Regions from separate parts of the Sus scrofa genome. Here region 1 is linked to region 2. Evidence: chromatin contacts called from public Hi-C data. All regions are on one chromosome and are shown on one strand. The core of a region is the stretch at or near the end of the contact, and the rest is flanking DNA. Distances in the headings are between cores, read along the strand shown. Region 1 holds the start of REXO2 (oligoribonuclease, mitochondrial). Region 2 has its middle 16 kb from the start of NNMT.

Evidence for each region. Hi-C and Micro-C count contacts between places; a contact is called where the count stands out from the background.
Region 1: a contact with region 2 is called in a Hi-C map of liver, with 5 times the contacts expected there. The contact joins the promoter of REXO2 here to the enhancer-like site in region 2. A contact is called at or near these places in 1 of 5 promoter capture datasets (liver), 12 of 47 Hi-C or Micro-C datasets (embryonic fibroblasts, fetal heart ventricle, heart right ventricle and 5 more) and 1 of 2 datasets of contacts at active chromatin or transcription factors (skeletal muscle).

What each region holds. Positions count from the first base shown.
Region 1 is chr9:41,976,472-41,981,539 of Sscrofa11.1, reverse strand. It overlaps REXO2 (oligoribonuclease, mitochondrial), which reads right to left and starts at 3,571. Exons shown (of 7, transcript XM_003129878.3): 1 at 3,268-3,571; 2 at 2,212-2,295. The coding sequence starts at 3,414.
Region 2 is chr9:41,884,831-41,890,255 of Sscrofa11.1, reverse strand. No RefSeq gene overlaps it. Among named protein-coding and RNA genes, the nearest start is that of NNMT, 16 kb to the right of the region's middle. Within about 2 kb of position 3,750, at least 10 of the 83 cell types and tissues checked have an H3K27ac peak or open chromatin away from gene starts, as enhancers often do. A contact at or near this core is called in liver and skeletal muscle, where this site is marked.

The sequences.
Region 1 (5,068 bases), core at 2,322-4,821, 91 kb before region 2:
CACAGCTCACAGCAATGCCAGATCCCCAACCCACTGAGCAAGGCCAGGGATCGAACCCACGTCCTCATGGATACAGTCGGGTTCATTAACCACTGAGCCACGACAGTAATGCCTAATTTTAACAGAATTTTCATGTTAAAAAGTTCAAAAGGTAACTAGTGACATTTGAAAAATAAAAAAAAGTGACCCTGGAGTTCTCAGCCCCACTTAATGGAACATGCAACTGTGAGTCAGAGTCCCAGCAACAAGAGAAGCCCAACACGTGGCATTATGACAAGCCACCTTCGGCTTAGTTTCTCCTTTGTACAATGAAGATAACACACTGACCCCTTCTTGCCTCTCAGGGATGTTAACAGAATAAAAGAAATTATAGATATAAAGTTCTTTGAACTCTCTGGAAGACAAGGACTCTACAAATCCCAAGGTATGATTACTACTAAGATGGTAAAAATAGTTGGCAATCCCTGAGAGGAATGGCAAGAATTTGACTAAAATATGCCTGACCTCTACAACTAACAAGTTTTAGCCAAACAAAAAAATTACTGATGCCAAGCCCCATGAAGAAGCAAAAACTCTGCTCTGGTAACATTAAAAAAAAAAAAAAAAAAAAAAAAAAACTCCATATCGGAAAATGCTATTCCAACAAACTACGATGGAAAAAGCAAACCACTATCAATGTAAGGCTATTCCACTTACTCTATCTAGATCCCAGCTTGGCACATTAAGCTACCTACAGAAAAAATTTCAGATGGGATGTCTATTCTTCTATCAGCATAAAACATTTTCCTCAGACTAGTACACAAGAAGAAAACATATTTTCCACAGAACTGATACTGAGGTGCCAACAGCCCCTAAGCGATTTTTGCTTTTTTTTCAACATCCTGACCCTCATCTGACTGGGCCGATTTACAAATGCCGCACTTGTCTGCAGCTGTGTGAATACAGACCCAGATTTCCTCCAGGGTACTCAGCAACTACTGGTCCATTAAACTGCTAGTTTCACATTATATCAACAGTCTAAGGGAAAAACTCTTCTTCAGCCAAAGGTAAATCAGCCTGGTAAATAAAGACACTTCTCTTCACTAGTCATCTCTAGCAAATTCCAAGGGACAGGGAAAAAAAACAACCAAACCTAAACTCAACGTTTATATAAAGCTTTTTTCTCTTTCTTTTTTTTTTTTAAAGAGGTAGTTGTTTTGATGAGAAATACCAAGTCTCATGATTCTCCTTCAGCTGATGTATCAGGAGGTACAACAGGATGTTGGCCTGGTACTCCAGGAAAGTAGCAATTTCTCTAAAAATGGCTCCTCCCTTCTTTTACCTACCCAGGAAATTTAGAAGTCTTAACGGCAGATTAGGAAATTGATCCAGTGTCAGTAACACCTCAATCAGACCCTCTGGAAACTGACTTTAACCAAACTGTCTTTCCCAAAAACATCCCTGCCCTGTTCCTTTTCTAGAGTTTCTCACTGCCTCTGAATAAGGCTGACAATAGGACACAAAGTTATTCGGGGCCCAGGAGTTGACCCTCTATCAATCAGAAGCCGTCATACACTTACTAAATGCTTTGTAAGTGGTCAAAAGGCAACAGGTGTGTTTGGTTTCGCTTAATCTTTCAGTTAAAAGGAGCGTATTAAAACCTTGATCATATCCAAGAGATCAGCAAGAGGATGTTTCACGATTCTCTATCAACAGAAATTCTAAAATCTCAATATAGGTTAGAAGGAGCAGACGTCCTAGTTGAAAAGGTAGAAACTGACTACATGGGGTCAAGTTAAAGCTAAGGTTATGATATAAAGAAGCCAACTTTGGCATGAGTCACCAATCCCGGTAGGCTACCAAGGTTGGTTGCCTTACTTGGTTGGGAGCATTTGACTCAGACTGCCTGAGTTAAACTCCTGGCTCTCCCAATACCTAGCCGGGTGGCCTTGGGCAAATTACCCAACACCTTTGTGCCAAAATGTCTCTTTCCATAAAATAATAGTACCTACACCTTATAGTTGCCGTGAGGATTAAGAGTGAATACCTGTAAAGCACTTAGAACTGTGCCTAGCACACAGTAAGCTCTCAGTAAATGACAGCATTAATCTATAGGGACCTTAATCTATAGGGACCCCAGTTTCTGCATTTTTTAAATAAAGAGATGTGGAAAAAAGTGATCTTTCAATTTCTAATACACTCTAAGTATGGTTATTACAAGGCATCACCTACTTCAGCCAAAATGTTGAGATCTGAGTCAGTTATCAGACAGGCCATCTCAATAATCTGGTCCTTCTCAATGTCCAATCCTGTCATCTGCAATAGAAAATATGTAACACACAAAAAAACCATCTTGTTGGTCTACCGTACCCAAGTTTATTTAACAGGAAACCCTTCAAGCATACTCAAATTATATCCCAGAGCCAGGAAAGAAGAGACAATAACACTCCCTGGCCAAGTACTTAAGGCGCTCAATATGAGTTTTTGGTCCAACAGACATTTACCAAGGGCCTGCTACATGTCCGGCATCACAGTTCTACTCTGGGGCAGATGCAAAGCAAGCAAAATTGAGTGCTGACAGCATCCAATTTTGGAAGAGTTGGATAACTAACATCACTACATCTTTGTACAGAGTTTACAAAGTTTTTATATTAATTACGTCACTTGGTCTTCATCACAATTTTGCATTATTATCCCCATTTCACATAGGAGAAAACTGAGGCTCAAGGGAAGGAGAGAGTCCTTGGTTGAGTATGGAAAACCTAAAAGGATAAGAACTAGGTTGGAGTCCCAACTCAGATCCTCACTAACAGCACGACCTTGAATGAGCTGAATCCTTTCTCTCTCTGGGCCTCAGTTTTCTCATTTATGGAATATGGGGTAAGGCTGAGTCATCTCCGGAGTCCCGTCTAGCTCTAACAACCTAAGGTCCCGGGAGGCTGGGAAGTCGGGTCTGGCAGAGCCGCATTGCCCACCTCCACCCCTGGGACCCCGAGCCCAAAGGGCCCCAAGCGTTAGGGAGGTCCACATCTGGGAGGAATTGAGGGGTTGGGGAAGCCATATGGATGACTCCTCCCTTTGGAAAAGAAAGCCTACAGTCGGGCACAGTCCCCCAAACCCACAGGACTCTTGCCCCGCGCCCTGCCCCGCGCCGCCCACAACCGAGCGGCGCTCACCTGCCACACCTGAGATCCAAACACCGCCGCTCTCCCCGGACAGGCTCGGCTACTTGATGCCACGCGCGAAACCTCACTCGCCTTCCCTCACCCCCCAACCGACCTGACTCACCTCCAGGTCCACCCAGACCATCCGCTGAGCCATGCTCTCCCCCGCCGCCATGGCTGCGCCACCTTCGCGGACACCCCGCGCCCCGAACTGCCTGCGAGTCCCACCCACACCTCGCAACAGCCTGCAACCCAGGGAGCCGCCTAGCATCACCCGGCACGAGCCGCCACGGCCCCAGCCTCTCAGCCGGCGCTGGCGCAGGCGCGATAGTCGCTAAACGTCGCAAACCCGCGGGGAAGCGCCGGAGCAAAAACCACTAGTCCCAGCATCCAATGCGCCGGCTCGCCATGAACAGTCGGACTTAGTTGCCGAATGGCGTGATGGGACTTAGAGTCTTGCCTGGTGTTGCGACCAATTTCCCCGCCCCCGCCACGTGTTTTCGGGTGTTACTGGACGCGCCTGTTTTTCCGAACTAAGTTTATTCCTTTTGAAGAGTTATTTCCTGAATTTGGATTAGTTGCAAGCCGCCTAGCTGAGAAAAAACTCTCTTAGTTCGTTTGGTAAAAAAGACTTGTTACCTATTTTTTATTTTTTTCAAATATATTTTTCTTTTTTTACTCTTTTTAACCTCCTTTTTACTTACCTGCTGCTCCGCTCCACACACTGGGTATTTTTCTCCTTTACATGAGACAGCAGGGCGATATGCTCTTTTTTAGGCCGGAAGGCCAATTCTACTATCATCAAATCTTTTGGAAACCTTTAAAAGATCTTATCTGAGAGGTAACTTAGCACTTGTTAGGTGCTGAATAAAAGTCTTCTTCGTCGGCAAAGGATTTACTCCTTATTGCTTACTGAGGGATGTCCCGTGGGCTGTGTTTCAGTTCAGCTGTTCGATGTTAGTGGTAATGACTTCCTACTTCACCCTGACACGTTCACAAAGTTGAATCTTCTCCTTGTATAACAAATCTATGCAGCAAGTTAAAGTGAACTAAAAAGAGCTCTGCCCACTCTTCAATCTGCTTTGGTTTTGATCAAAGTATTTTTAATCTCCTCCAATAACACCGGTAGTTTCCATTCCCACCAACAGGATCTTTTGACCCTGGAGTGTCAAATAGCATGAGTCTCTAAAATCTTTGGCTATTCAGTATCAAGTTTGGGCTTTGAGTATGACTTTGTCACAAGCATTGCACTCAACCTGGAACTGTATTCTGGGTATTTTTCTGAAAGCCATATTGCCTCTAATTGAGCTGGTGGTCCATCGCATGTAATTCAAACCTGGTGAGCTGGTTTTTTGAGAGAGAAACTTTGTTGCCTAATAAGAGCATTAAGGATAATACAGAGTCCTGGATTTCACCTTCAATATCTCTGCCAGGTCACAGAGAAAATCCCTTTGAAGTGTCATCCAATGAATGGTGTGTAAATGTATACATATGAGCACAGTGTGTATATATTCTGAGTTGCCTGATGAGTCACATTGTTTGCCATAGCTTTTTACTGACTTGCTACTTTATAAGAAATGGTCTACATTTCTTTAGTTTTTTCCCTGGTTTTAAACCTGATTCATATAAATTAGAATCCACTGAAGTATATAAGCTTTTATCAGTTGCACTTTTTATTCTCCTGAAGTGTCATTATTTGTTCATATTTTCAAAGAACACCCTTTGTTTTTCAAAGATACTACTGGAACACTAAGCAGTTTTATTACAAATTATAATTTATGAAATGCTATTTACATTTAAGAAGGTGTATCCTGAAAACTTATGATCATAATTTTAAAATATTGAGTAGTAAATGTTGTGTGGATGGTTTTGAAACTTTGGTTTTCATAGCAATGTACTTTCATTATAACAATAAAAACACATTT
Region 2 (5,425 bases), core at 2,501-5,000:
AACTTGCAAAAAGTCACTAGTTGAGCTAGGTCCACTTCAGTAGAGGCAGGTAAGGGGGTAATACCTGCACTATTCCCCCCACCCTCCGCCCCCCGATCATGAACCGCAGGAGAGTTTTCAGAGCCAGAAAAAAGTCGTGCTTATGCCAAACAACCGCGGCTCTATTTTGAATTTATAAGCACAATGAGCCTTGTAATGGATATGTCTCCTCTTTGCTTTGGGCACTAGGAAACTCAGAGCCCAAGTCCCCAATTTAGTAAAAAGTATGCATTTTGTAATTCTAAATGTAGTCACCAAAGTTCCTTTTAAGGAAAACACTTTGAAGGCTTGAAGGAAGTGAAGCCCCGGCGTGGGCTCTGGACTTAAAGAAGCCAGTGGAATGGACAGATGGGTCGAGTGTTTGGGAAAGGAGGTGAGAATCCAGTGAGGAGGGGGCTGGAGACCAGAGAAGGGAGGAGAGACAGCAGAACAACATGGCGAGGGGCCATTGGAGAAATTGAATCTCTGAAAAATCCCCCCCAAGGTAAGGGTGCCCAGTATTTTAAGTTACTGCAGCTCTGGGCATGAACCCCTTCCATTGTCTTGAAGCTTTAGTTCAGTCACTACTCACATATTTTAGGGCCAGTGGAATTTCAGAGAATGAAGGGATCAGGATGAGTCTGATCAGGGGTCGTTGACACAGAAAAGGATCAGCATATGCTTAAAGTGAGATGATTCACAAACTGGAACTCAGGGCCAGCAGGAGCTCAGATCCAGGGGCCACCAGCCGGAATACAAGTCACTGCCCCTCCAAATTCCCTGATGCATTAGAGGAAGCACAGGCTGTGTGAAGGACAGGGGATTGAGCCACTTTCACCTGAAACTTAAAATGGAATTAACTTAGATGGCACCTCTGAGAGAATTCTGTTTTAACAACTATTGTCCTGTAATTCAGAAATCGTGAAATGTTGGCCCTCTTAGCCACCTAATTCACGTCCCAGTGGAAACTTAAAATCACAGGCATGGAAAGGTGGAGCTCCTTGTCCCCGCTCACAGTCTCAATTTCCACATCTATAAAATAGGAGGTTTTGGAGTTCCTGTTGTGGCGACGTGGAAATGAATCCAGCTAGTGTCCGTGAAGATGCAGTTTCTATCCCCAGCCTTGCTCAGTGAATCGAGGATCCAGCACTGCTGCGACCTGTGGTGTAGGTTTGGATCCTGTGTGGCTGTGGCTGTGGTTCAGGCCGGCGGCTACAGCTCTGATTCGATCCCTAGCCTGGGAACCTCCATATGCCGCTCTTGCAGCCCTAAAAAAAAAAAAAAAAAAGGGTTTTGGTGTTTCACTTTGTGAATCTTAATCACAAGTAAGATTGCAAATTCCATGAAGGCAAGGGATACATCAAATACCTGGAATTTCCACGGCATTTAGCAAATATTGGAAGACAGTGAAAAGGGGACAGAAATTGACCTTGAGAATAAAAGGAGTGATAAACTAACAGCTCACCCTCCTTCCAGAAACATCTTTCTCCTCTTTTTGCCTGTGGAGTACTTAAGTCCCTGCTCTTAAGGTGAGTGCCAGTCAATCGGGTGGTCGGCCAAGGAGATGCCTGATCTTTCTGAAGAGCAGCCGAACTAGTGCTGGCGGTTCTTTAACCTCTCTTCTCTTTAAATATTCCAGAGTTTTCCTCTGAGGCGGAGAGAGAGACGAGAAAGGAAATACTTCCTGGTCCTCCCCGCTGAGGTCAGAACCAAGGCAATATTCACGGATTATTTGTGGAGGGTTGGAAATTCAACCCCCGGTCTTTCCCTGAATTCATCAGACACTATCAAAATAAAATGAAAGACATTTCATGGTTTGGTCAGAAACCACAGGAAGAGCTCTTCCTTTTTTAAATATTAAAAAACTGCATTTTGCAAAAGCACAAAAACTTCTTTTTCCTTCTGTGAATAAACGGGAAATAGATCATAGTGAGTTAACCCTATCATCTAATGTTTAACGTTTCTTATGCTAATCTGTCCGAGAGTCTCTGTGTGGTTTATTAAAATTTGCATTTTGTGTATAGACCTAACAGGGAAATTTTTTAATGTATCTATAAAAACAATTATATATTTTTTTTTTGTTAAAGAAAAACAGGCTGAATTCCCTTTCCTTTTTCTCTAGCAGCCTCATAAATAGAGAGCATAAAAGGAAAAGCTTCTTGTTTTGGAAGGTTCAATGCAATTTAAATTCCTTGCTGTATAAATGGGCACTGTCAGGAATGGTCTCCAACAAAAGCTGCGTGTGCCCTCTACTGGCAATTGGGGGGCCAAGGAAAGCATTTCCAATTCAGGGCAGAAGTGTTGCCAGAAAGGAAGAGGAGAAAATCGTCCACCCAAATAGGTTAAATCACTGCTTCCACTGGAAAATAGGAACATAGCACAGTGGGGTTTTCCTTTGTGATAATCTTCCTTAAACACCGTATCTATAGCTCAAACAATTTTTTTGAGCAAAGCTGATCTATAAATGGACAGATACAGCTTTAAGAAAGGCTTGGTGTATCGCATTGGGGGTGAGCTCTGTCCGAAAGGGCAAAGATTCCTGACTGGCTGACCTGAGAATCAAAATAAAACTAGTGCTGATTCTAAGGGTCTCTCTGAATGCACTACTTTCTGGTCTCCTTCTAAAGGATGTAAGATCCCACGGGGGCCAGAGGCTGCCACCTTCAGTGGAACATCCCCAGCCCCTCAGCCTGGCCTGTAACAGGGTGTCATAAACATCTGCTGAATGAATGAATCGCTGTGAAAAAGACTCTGGATTCAAGGTACTGCTGCCTTAAATATTGATCGCATGCAAGACAGGTTTCCCTAGTCATGACTGGAGCCTCTCCATGACATGGTTGAGAGCTTTTGAAGAGCTTTTTAAAGAGCTTCCAAAGGCCATACTTACTCAGTTCAGGAAGGGATCCCTGATGAATGAATGGAGCGACCTGGAGCTCAGCGGCTGCCCTAGCAGGGGTTGATAATCTCCAAGTCACCGAAGTGCCATGAATCATTTGACACGTTACCCTCTGCCTTCGCAGGGATCTCATTTGATCTCAGGGGTCCTGCCAGATGCTTATTATTCCTCGTGGACGGAGGGGCCCTGGCAAAGGTGGACGGCTACTCTCAGGGCAATCAAGGCGTAAGACGAAAATCCACACCTGGTTTCTGTCCCCCAATCCAGAGTTTTCCCCACCGGCTTCGAGTCTCCGTAAGATTAATGGTCCCCTCGTGCTCTCCGAGTTGGCTGAGGCTAAAATTAGAGGGGGCCGTCACAGCTTTTAAAGATCAGCCTAGTAAGTCATATCACGGACGTCTCCTCTTATTACCAGTGACAGCCAGGCGATGGGAATTATGAAGGCTGGGCTGACCGGGCTGGCTGCACGCACCAAGTGGTTGAACAGCCCTTTAAATAGCTTTCCTCTTCCCCGGTCGTTGCCCAGGACATTACACACAGGCTTGCAGCGTCCTGCATCAGGAACATTTGCTCAGGGTGAGGCTGGGGAACACTTCCCCAGAAAGCAGACCAAAAAGAGACTGAAAAACACCTGTACTGGGTCAGCAGTCAAAGAGATTTATAAGCCAGGACCAGCATGACCGGCTGTCAGTGTTTGCTAGTGACTTGGTGGGTCTGTTGGATTTCAGGGAAAGCAAACGAAAGCCCAGCAGCCAGATGTTTGCTTAGGTTCCTGGCTTCCCAGGTCGAACAAACCCAGGAGAAGCGTGATAGCAGGAGGAGGTGCTTCGTGCCTCTGGTCAGGGCGTTCCTCGCCTTTTGTTCTCTGTCGGCCAAACACACCCCCGTGCAGCCGCAGGCAGGACCCAGAGCTAAAGCCCGCTCTCCAGACCTCTCCCGTCCAAAGCACCTGGGCTTGGAGTTCCCGTGGCGCAGTGGTTAACGAGCCCGAATGGGAACCATGAGGTTGCGGGTCCGATCCCCGGCCTCGCTCAGTGGGTTAGTGATCTGGTGTTGCTGTGAGCTGTGGTGTAGGTCGCAGACATGGCTCGATCCTGCGTTGCTGTGGCTCTGGTGTGGGCTGCGGCTGCCGCTCCAATTCGACCCCTAGCCTGAGAACTCCATGTGCGGCGGGAGCGGACCTAGAAAAAGGCAAAAAAAAAAAAAAAAAAAAAAAAAAAAAAAAAACCCAAAAAACAAAGAAGATAAACAAAAAAAAGCACCTGGGCCACTCGTCCCAGAGCCCGTGTTGCCCCAGATTGGAACTGTTTGCGTGAAGGTTCCCCCCAATGACTCAGAGTTCATTAAGAACAGGGGCCACGTCCTTCTTCTCTACCTGAAAGAGAAAACGTTGGCTGTCACAGCTGAGTCTCAGAAGCCCAGAGTACAGCCCAGGGGCTTTCAAAGTTATTTTTTTTATCACCACCTAAAGTAATAAATACATTTTTGCATCATGATCCAATACCAAATATATGTCTTTATATACATAAACAGGTCTTTTTTTTTTATCTGTTTAGATCTGTGTGTAGTTTTTTAATGAAACTGATACAAAACGTCACAAAATAGTACTACACGAAGTGCTACTATCTGGGATTTTGCTTTTGAGTTTATTCTCTATTATTTTTCCAGATGTTTATGGTGACGCATTAGAGTGTTTTTACGATACGCTAATGACTGTCAGCTTGCAGTTTGAAAATTATTAGCATAGTTGATGTCATCTGCCCCCACCCTCCCTCCATTTTCTGTCATTTTCTATTGAATGCGTCACATTGGAAGGGGAGGAGGGAGCTCTTTTTTTTTTAAGTATAGTTGATTTACATTGTTGTGCCAATTTCTGCTGTACAGCAGTGACCCAGTCACACATATATAAACATTCTTTTTCTCCTATCATCCCTCAACATGCTCTATACCGAGAGATTGGACGTAGTTTCCTGTGCTATACAGTAGGACTTTGTTGTTTATCTATTCTATATATAAATATATAGCAGTTTGCATCTGCTGATCCCAAACTCCCAATCTCCCTCCCCCCTTTGGCAACAAATCTGTTCTCTAATCTGTGAGTCTGTTTCTGTTTCGTGAATGTATTCATTTGTGTCGTATTTTAGATTCCACATATAAGTGATAGCATATGGCATTTGTCTTTCTCTTTCTGACTTTTTTTTTTTTCTGTCTTTTTGGTCTTTTTTAGGGCCACACCCGTGGCATATGTAGGTTCCCAGGCTAGGGGTCCAATCGGAGCTCTAGCTGCTGGCCTACACCACAGCCACAGCAACTTGGGATACGAGCCATGTCTGGGACCTACACCACGGCTTACGGCAATGCCAGATCCTTAACCCACTGAGTGAGGCCAGGGAGCAAACCCGCGTTCTCATGAATGCCAGTCGGGTTTGTTAACCTCTGAGCCACGATGGGAACTCCTTCTTTCTGACTCATTTTGCTTAGCATGAAAGTGGAACCCCACTTTCTCCTCAG